2 separate regions of the Rattus norvegicus genome follow, and region 2 is linked to region 1. A link is a contact called in public Hi-C data. All regions are on one chromosome and are shown on one strand. The core of a region is the stretch at or near the end of the contact, and the rest is flanking DNA. Distances in the headings are between cores, read along the strand shown.

Evidence for each region. A called contact is a pair of places that touch in the nucleus more often than the background predicts.
Region 2: a contact with region 1 is called in a Hi-C map of Schwann cells, with 5 times the contacts expected there. The contact joins two enhancer-like sites. A contact is called at or near these places in 3 of 12 Hi-C or Micro-C datasets (the Rat2 cell line, Schwann cells and frontal cortex).

The regions. Positions count from the first base shown.
Region 1 is chr2:112,282,614-112,285,798 of GRCr8, forward strand. Fndc3b (fibronectin type III domain containing 3B) reads right to left here. Exons shown (of 25, transcript NM_001191704.1): 15 at 1,998-2,069. Among named protein-coding and RNA genes, the nearest start is that of Ghsr, 87 kb to the left of the region's middle. Within about 2 kb of position 1,443, at least 6 of the 93 cell types and tissues checked have an H3K27ac peak or open chromatin away from gene starts, as enhancers often do. A contact at or near this core is called in Schwann cells, where this site is marked.
Region 2 is chr2:112,813,078-112,816,236 of GRCr8, forward strand. It overlaps a transcript of Pld1 not described here. Among named protein-coding and RNA genes, the nearest start is that of Pld1, 7.5 kb to the right of the region's middle. Within about 2 kb of position 1,899, at least 44 of the 93 cell types and tissues checked have an H3K27ac peak or open chromatin away from gene starts, as enhancers often do. A contact at or near this core is called in Schwann cells, where this site is marked.

The DNA of each region.
Region 1 (3,185 bases), core at 193-2,692:
CGAGAGTCCCTGTTAGAGACAGCATCTGAGACAAAAACACCAAGGGGCTTCCACAGCAGCCCGGCATCACCCGACACAGAATCGCACAGAGGCATTTCCTATAGTCCACTATAACACCATTGGCTTCGAAGTCAGGTGTGGGAAGCCACATCCCATCGGAGTTGTACAAAGATCATGTTGCACAGCTGTGCTCAGCCATGCTGAGGTGGCCACGGGGCCAGCTATGCAGCAGGTGCCTCTGAGGGTGGCCATGAGTCCCTTTACAGACAGAGGTCTTTGGTAAGGGCTTGCTGTGTCTAGGGAGGCCATGCATGAAGCTGTGGTGGGGGTGAGAGACCAGTGGTGAGATACTTGGAGGGTGCCCCCGGAGGCTGACGCTCAGTGGGAGAAGCGCCTGGAGGCTGTCCTCCACTGCCCGCATCAGCAGCAGGCTGCAGGGGTGACTCTCACTGTTTAGCTCCCATTGATGCCATTTCCAGTTGACCACTCCCTGTAAGCCTTTTCCTACAAGAGCTGTTTGAGGGGAAATATGCCCACCCTATCCTATTCATAGAGTAACCTCCACAAATCCCTTCAGCGGCCTGTTAGACATTTATTACTGCCCTGTGGTACTGTGCCTTATTAGGTCCCAGTTAGTATAGAGCCCACGGGAACCGGGAATTCTGGCCAGGCTATCAGTGTAAAACAGCAGCTACTCCTGCACTGAGTCACTGCCTGGGAGAGCCAGGGCAGCGGAAAGCGGACTTTCACTTTCTCAGTAAGCAACTGGGGGTGCTGACTCCTCTCCTCGTCTTAATTAGACATTAAATACGGTCTCTAGTACAGAAACTGATTTTATGTTAAGAACAGCTACACCCATCTCAAAGAATTCTCCTCTTTCTGGTGTAAAATAATACCTAACAGGGTTAAAAACAACCCTACCTCCAGGTGGCCGTGGGGTCAGAACAAGCTAGAGACAATTTCCACTTGTTCCCAGTGACTCTCTCTTTTGCCATATGCATGCACTTTAAAAAAAAAGTAATGATTACAGAAGCCATATTAGTAAAAATTTAGTTATGTTGGAAAGTTTTGACCACCATATATTTTTATGTTGAAGCCCAATGAGTTTTTAGGAAGAAAAAGCAAGAGAAATTTCTATGGGCCCTGAAGTTTTTCTTCCCTTACTCCACCCCGTTTGAATTACTGCTGCATGTGTGGTGAGGGTGCATGTGCACAGTCATGTATGTTGCGGCACACGGGTCTGGGAGCTGGTTCTCTCTACTCACTTTCACTCGGGATTCAGGGATTCAACACAGGCCATTACACTTGCTGGCAAGCCCCATCTTAATACTTGTAGTATGACAATTGATGAGAACTCTGACTCCAGAGTCACAACAGAGCCCAAGTGTGTTCTGGAAGTCTGACACACGTCCGGGGCCACACTATGATGTGGCTGTCACTGGGCAGGGCCAGGATGCCAGGCAGATGACTGCTGACACACTGCTGGTAATTCCCAGATAGTGTGTGGCATTCAGGGGGAGGCCTCAAGTTCATTTTCTCTATTAATGAGTGACCATTGTTTCAAAATGAACATAGAAAATAGAAACAAAAACAGAAACAAACACTAGCTTGTCAAAAATGGGTACTTCAAGCAGAATGAACTGTGGTGTCTGAAAGACAAAACCCTACTTAGGGGCAGAGTTGGCTGTAGAGAGCTTGCTGAGGATGCTTAAGAAGGGAAACTAGCTGCCAATCAAACTCCAGTTAGATGGAGGGAGGGAGGGAGGGAGGGAGGGATGGAGGGAGGGAGGGAGGGAGGGAGGGAGGGAGGGAGGGAGGGAGGGAAATAGGCAGAAGGAGAGATAGACAGATATGCCAATGCTTGGTGTGGCTTAACTACACCACTAGCTCTACTGTTAGAACTAATGGCTGCTGCAGCTACTGCAGAGGGCCTGACCATGTCAGGATGAGGACTCTGGGTGGGAAGGCATTGTGTAATACAGTTTCCAAAGTGTCACCTTCAGAAGCACCGTCCGTGATCTCCAGCAGATACTTCAGGATTTCTGAGCCACCGTTGTCCTTTGGAGCATCTGCAGAGTAGGTGAACATTAGTGAGGAGGGCACTGGGTGTCACTGGTAAGCATCCTTACAGAGTGCAAAAGGACAGCCACTAATCAGCCTTCCACTGGAAGTGGGCCAAAAAGCACAACTCATCATTTTCAAGAACCCTGCCCCTTAAAGTTTTTTCCTGAGACAGCATTGCTCTCTCAGGTTGGCCTCAAAGTTTTGGGAATGCTCCTGTGTCAGTACCCCACCCTGACCCCAGTACCGAGATTACAGGTATGACTCCCCCCAACTGGCCCCCTCAATGTCAAGAAACGGAATTTTATCAAGCTGCTATTTCAGGTTATTGAAATAAGAGTTGGCACTGACTTAGTGAAACACGCATAAAACTTGACAGGAGGAATGATTTTCCTAAAAATGGCAACTCTGGAGAAATCTGAAGTGGCTCTTTAAGAATGGGCGACTTTTATGGAAAATTGAAATATTCAGGTATTTATCTTGTTTTATTATTCTTACTTCATATGTTTATGAGCAACTAGATGCTTTTGAAAAAGGGTAGAGAAGGGTTGGGGATTTAGCTCAGTGATAGAGCACTTGCCTAGCAAGCGCAAGGCCCTGGGTTCAGTCTCCAGCTCCGAAAAAAAAAAAAAAAAAAAAGAAAAAGGGTAGAGAAAAAATGCACTGACAAAATAATTAAATGTTGGAATGGAGTAACCATCTTACCTCACTTCTCTACCCAGCAAACTTTACCTCCCCAGGTCTGGATGCAGAACACAGTAATCAGCACCTGCACCGGGCACCCTGGGGGGACAGCCTGGTCTGCTTGCAGAGCCCCATGCCACCTTGGATCAATGGTCTACAGACACGTCTAACTGCAAGGGCTTTGCTTTGTGAGTATACAAATACCAGGCAGAATGATTTTTGTCAAACTAAAGAATTCATCGTCCTTGCACACGGAGGGGGCTTTCCCAGGCCTTGATGTTACATGGATTTGTGGAGCTCTCTTCCCAGGTGGGCATTTATCACACACACTTCAGTAATAACATGTACAGTAGTCGTGATAAGGACAAACCCAGCACAGAGCTAAGGGGGCTCCTGGGAGGCAGGCAGCCAGGGCGGACCCCAGGCAGCCCGGACAGCCT
Region 2 (3,159 bases), core at 649-3,148, 530 kb after region 1:
AGCCCTAGTTTGGGAGCACTAAATGTACTTTGACTCTCAGCATTTTCAATTTCACTTTGGATTTGTTGGAAGGCAAGATCATGACAAATTGTGGGTCTGATATTTGGAGTGGAGGGTTAATTGAGAATGACTCCCATTGGCTCATATGTTTGAAACTTGATCCCTGGTCGGTGGAACTGTTTGGGAAGGATTGGGAGGCATGGCCTTGATGGAAGGAGGGTGTCACTGGAGTGAGCTTTAAGATTTCAACATTCCATTCCTTCCCAGCCAGCTCTCTGCCTTACGCTTGTAGACCAAGATGTAAACTCTTGGCCACTGCTCCAACACCATGTCTGCCTGCCTGCCTGCTATCATGTTGCCTGCCATGACGATCTTGGATTCTAACTAACCTCCTGGAACGGCAGGCTCCTAAGAACCTCTTTCTTTTCTAAGTTGCCTTGGTAACGGTGTCTAATCATAGCAATAGAAAAGGAAGCATTACAGAGCAATGGGAATCCCATACTTAAATCCTGTAGGGAAGGAAGGAAATGTTTTAGGTGAGAAGGGAAATTATTCTGGGCTTGTTGCCCGTGGAGTTCCTTCTTCCAGAGAGGCAGGGCCTGGGTGTTATCCTTTCTTCCTTCCTGTATAGCTATGAGGGTGTGGGGGTGACAACTGCCTGCAGTGTTCAGAACAGCAGCAGGAGTGTCCAAGAGTTCAGGGATGTAGCTTAGTGTGACCTTGAATTTTTGATTCTCCTCCCTCCAAAGTGCTAGGATTAGAGGTGTGCTCCACCAAGACTAGTTTATGAGGTATGGTGATCAAGGCTGGTGCTTTGTGCAGGCTTTGTAAGGATCCTATCAAATGAGCTACATTCTTAAGTCCCTTCAACTCTTAGATTTCTCTGAGGGGTAAAGCTAAATTATCATGATTGAAAAAAATTATACTTAATAGATGGTGAGAATCCTGTGAACTAAATGACTTGTTATGCAGTCAAGTTTGAGATAAAATTTGCTTGAAATGTATACTCTTTTGTGTAAAACCACAATAATATAGAGATATTAAGCAGGCCGGAGAGAGAACACTTGCTGTTCTTTCAGAGAACCAGAGCTTGGTTCCCAGTACCCACATAACAGCAGCTCACAACCACTTGTAAGTCCAGTTCCAGAGGATCTGACAGGCTCTTCTGGCCTTCTCCAGCGTTTGCACACACAAGCGCGTTTAAACATGTACACGTAGCCATAGATTTAAAATACAATATATTTTTAAAACCCTAAATATATACTTTAGAGAGTTTTAAACCCCTTGCACTTTCAATTTTGTGGTATCAGTTCTCAAAATGAGGCTACAATTTGGAGGGTCAGACTAGATTTCAAAGCAGTTTGCAGTAGTCAAGGAAATAAGCCCATAAAAGTAAGAGAAGCAAAATAAAGTCTACAAACAGGAGGAACCCTGACAGCTGCTGTAGACCAAGGGGTAGACATGGCAACAATGAGTACCATTGTCCTTTCCGGTCATCCTGGCAACACGAGTCACAGATCAAATAGCCAGTGCCAGTTGGCAGACACAGAGAGCAGAGAACAAAGCCCCCCGTGTCAGCGCGTCCATCTAATTCCAAACTAATTGCCTTAGCAGAGGCTTCTGTTTGGGTTATGAGTGATAGAAAATTAAACAGGTGTATATTGTAAACCTTATAATTCACGCGTCACCAACAAGAAGGGCCATGACTGTGAATAGAGCCTGGGAGGATGGCGGGATGGTCATTAGGTTCTGCACTCGCTGGGCTCTGACTGGGTTGGTGACGAGGATGGGCTCTCCTGGACTCAGGGTTAAGGATCCACTGTGTGGGTAACAGTTAGTGCAAGCCAACAGGGTCTGGCTCAGCATGGGGGTCAGAGAATAGTATTGCCTTACAGGGCAGCTTCTGCTAAGGGCCAAACAGGCTGAGTGGCCTGCCTTCCAGTCTGAGTCACTGTGGAGCAGGCTGTGGGAGGACGTTGTTTCTATCAGTGGAGGGATGAATGCTGGCTTTGAACTCTGCAACCGAGTCCAGGCTTGTAGCGTTTCCCCTTTTTGCTTTCTATTTTATTTTTGTGGGGAACCCATGCCATGATGGCATACACATGGACGTCTGAGGACAACCATGTGGAGTTAGTTCTGTCCATCCATCTTTTCATGGGTCCTGAGGATCAAACTCAGACTGCCAGACTTTTCAGGCAAGCACCTTTACACAATGAATCATCGTGCCGATCTGGGTCTCCTCTTCTGAATGCTATTCCTAAGAGCCTTCCTCTGACTTCATCTTTCTTTTTCTTAATATTTACTTTTTATTTTTAAGGCAGAGTCGAATGTAATGCAGGCTAGCCCCTTTGAACTTAGTATTTAGCTAAGCTAAATCACCTTAAATTTAAGGTCATCACCTTAAATTTTTCTCTTTTTTTTTTTTTTTCTGAGATAAAATTTCTCTTTGTAGCTCTGACCGTCCTAGAACTCTACAGAGATCTGCCTGCCTCTGTCCCTGAAGTGTTAGGATTAAAATTGAACTCCACCACACATGGCTGATCTTTAAGCTTTTGGCCCTCCTATCTCTTATCTCTAGAGTACTGGGAACGTGCATTACCACACCTGCTTTATGTCTTGCTGGGGATCGAACCAGACCCCAGACATGCTATGTAGGTGCTCCGTCAGCCGAGCCACTCACCCCATACAAATCAGATGTCTTTCACTTTTTGTGTGTGGTGGGGACCTCCCACATTCTTACAGAGCTAGTGAACCCCTTTCTGGAGACTAATCTTTACTGCATAGATTTAAATGTGTAAAATTACAAAGAAAACCAATGACTGAGAGTCCTAGCTATGACAACAAATGAATGTCGTAACCCTGTGGGACCCTCTTGTTTAAAGTGCACAGTGGTGTCAAGATGGCGTGTGGGGTTGTGTGGGTCCAGTATCCACTCTGCCTCAGGGCACGCTGCTATAAGCGAGACGTGGGAGTTGACTGTGCTTACCCAGTGCTGTCACCTAGAGGGTGTCAGGCTGTAGGGAAGCTGTGGGACACAGCTCCGGGGGTGGGGCAGCACAGTCTGAGGTGCCAGACACAGCCAGAGCTGTCTGGGGATCCCCGTGCCTACACAAGGTTCTTATGCTCTTGGGCATCCAGGCGTGGCTGGATGCTGTGGAA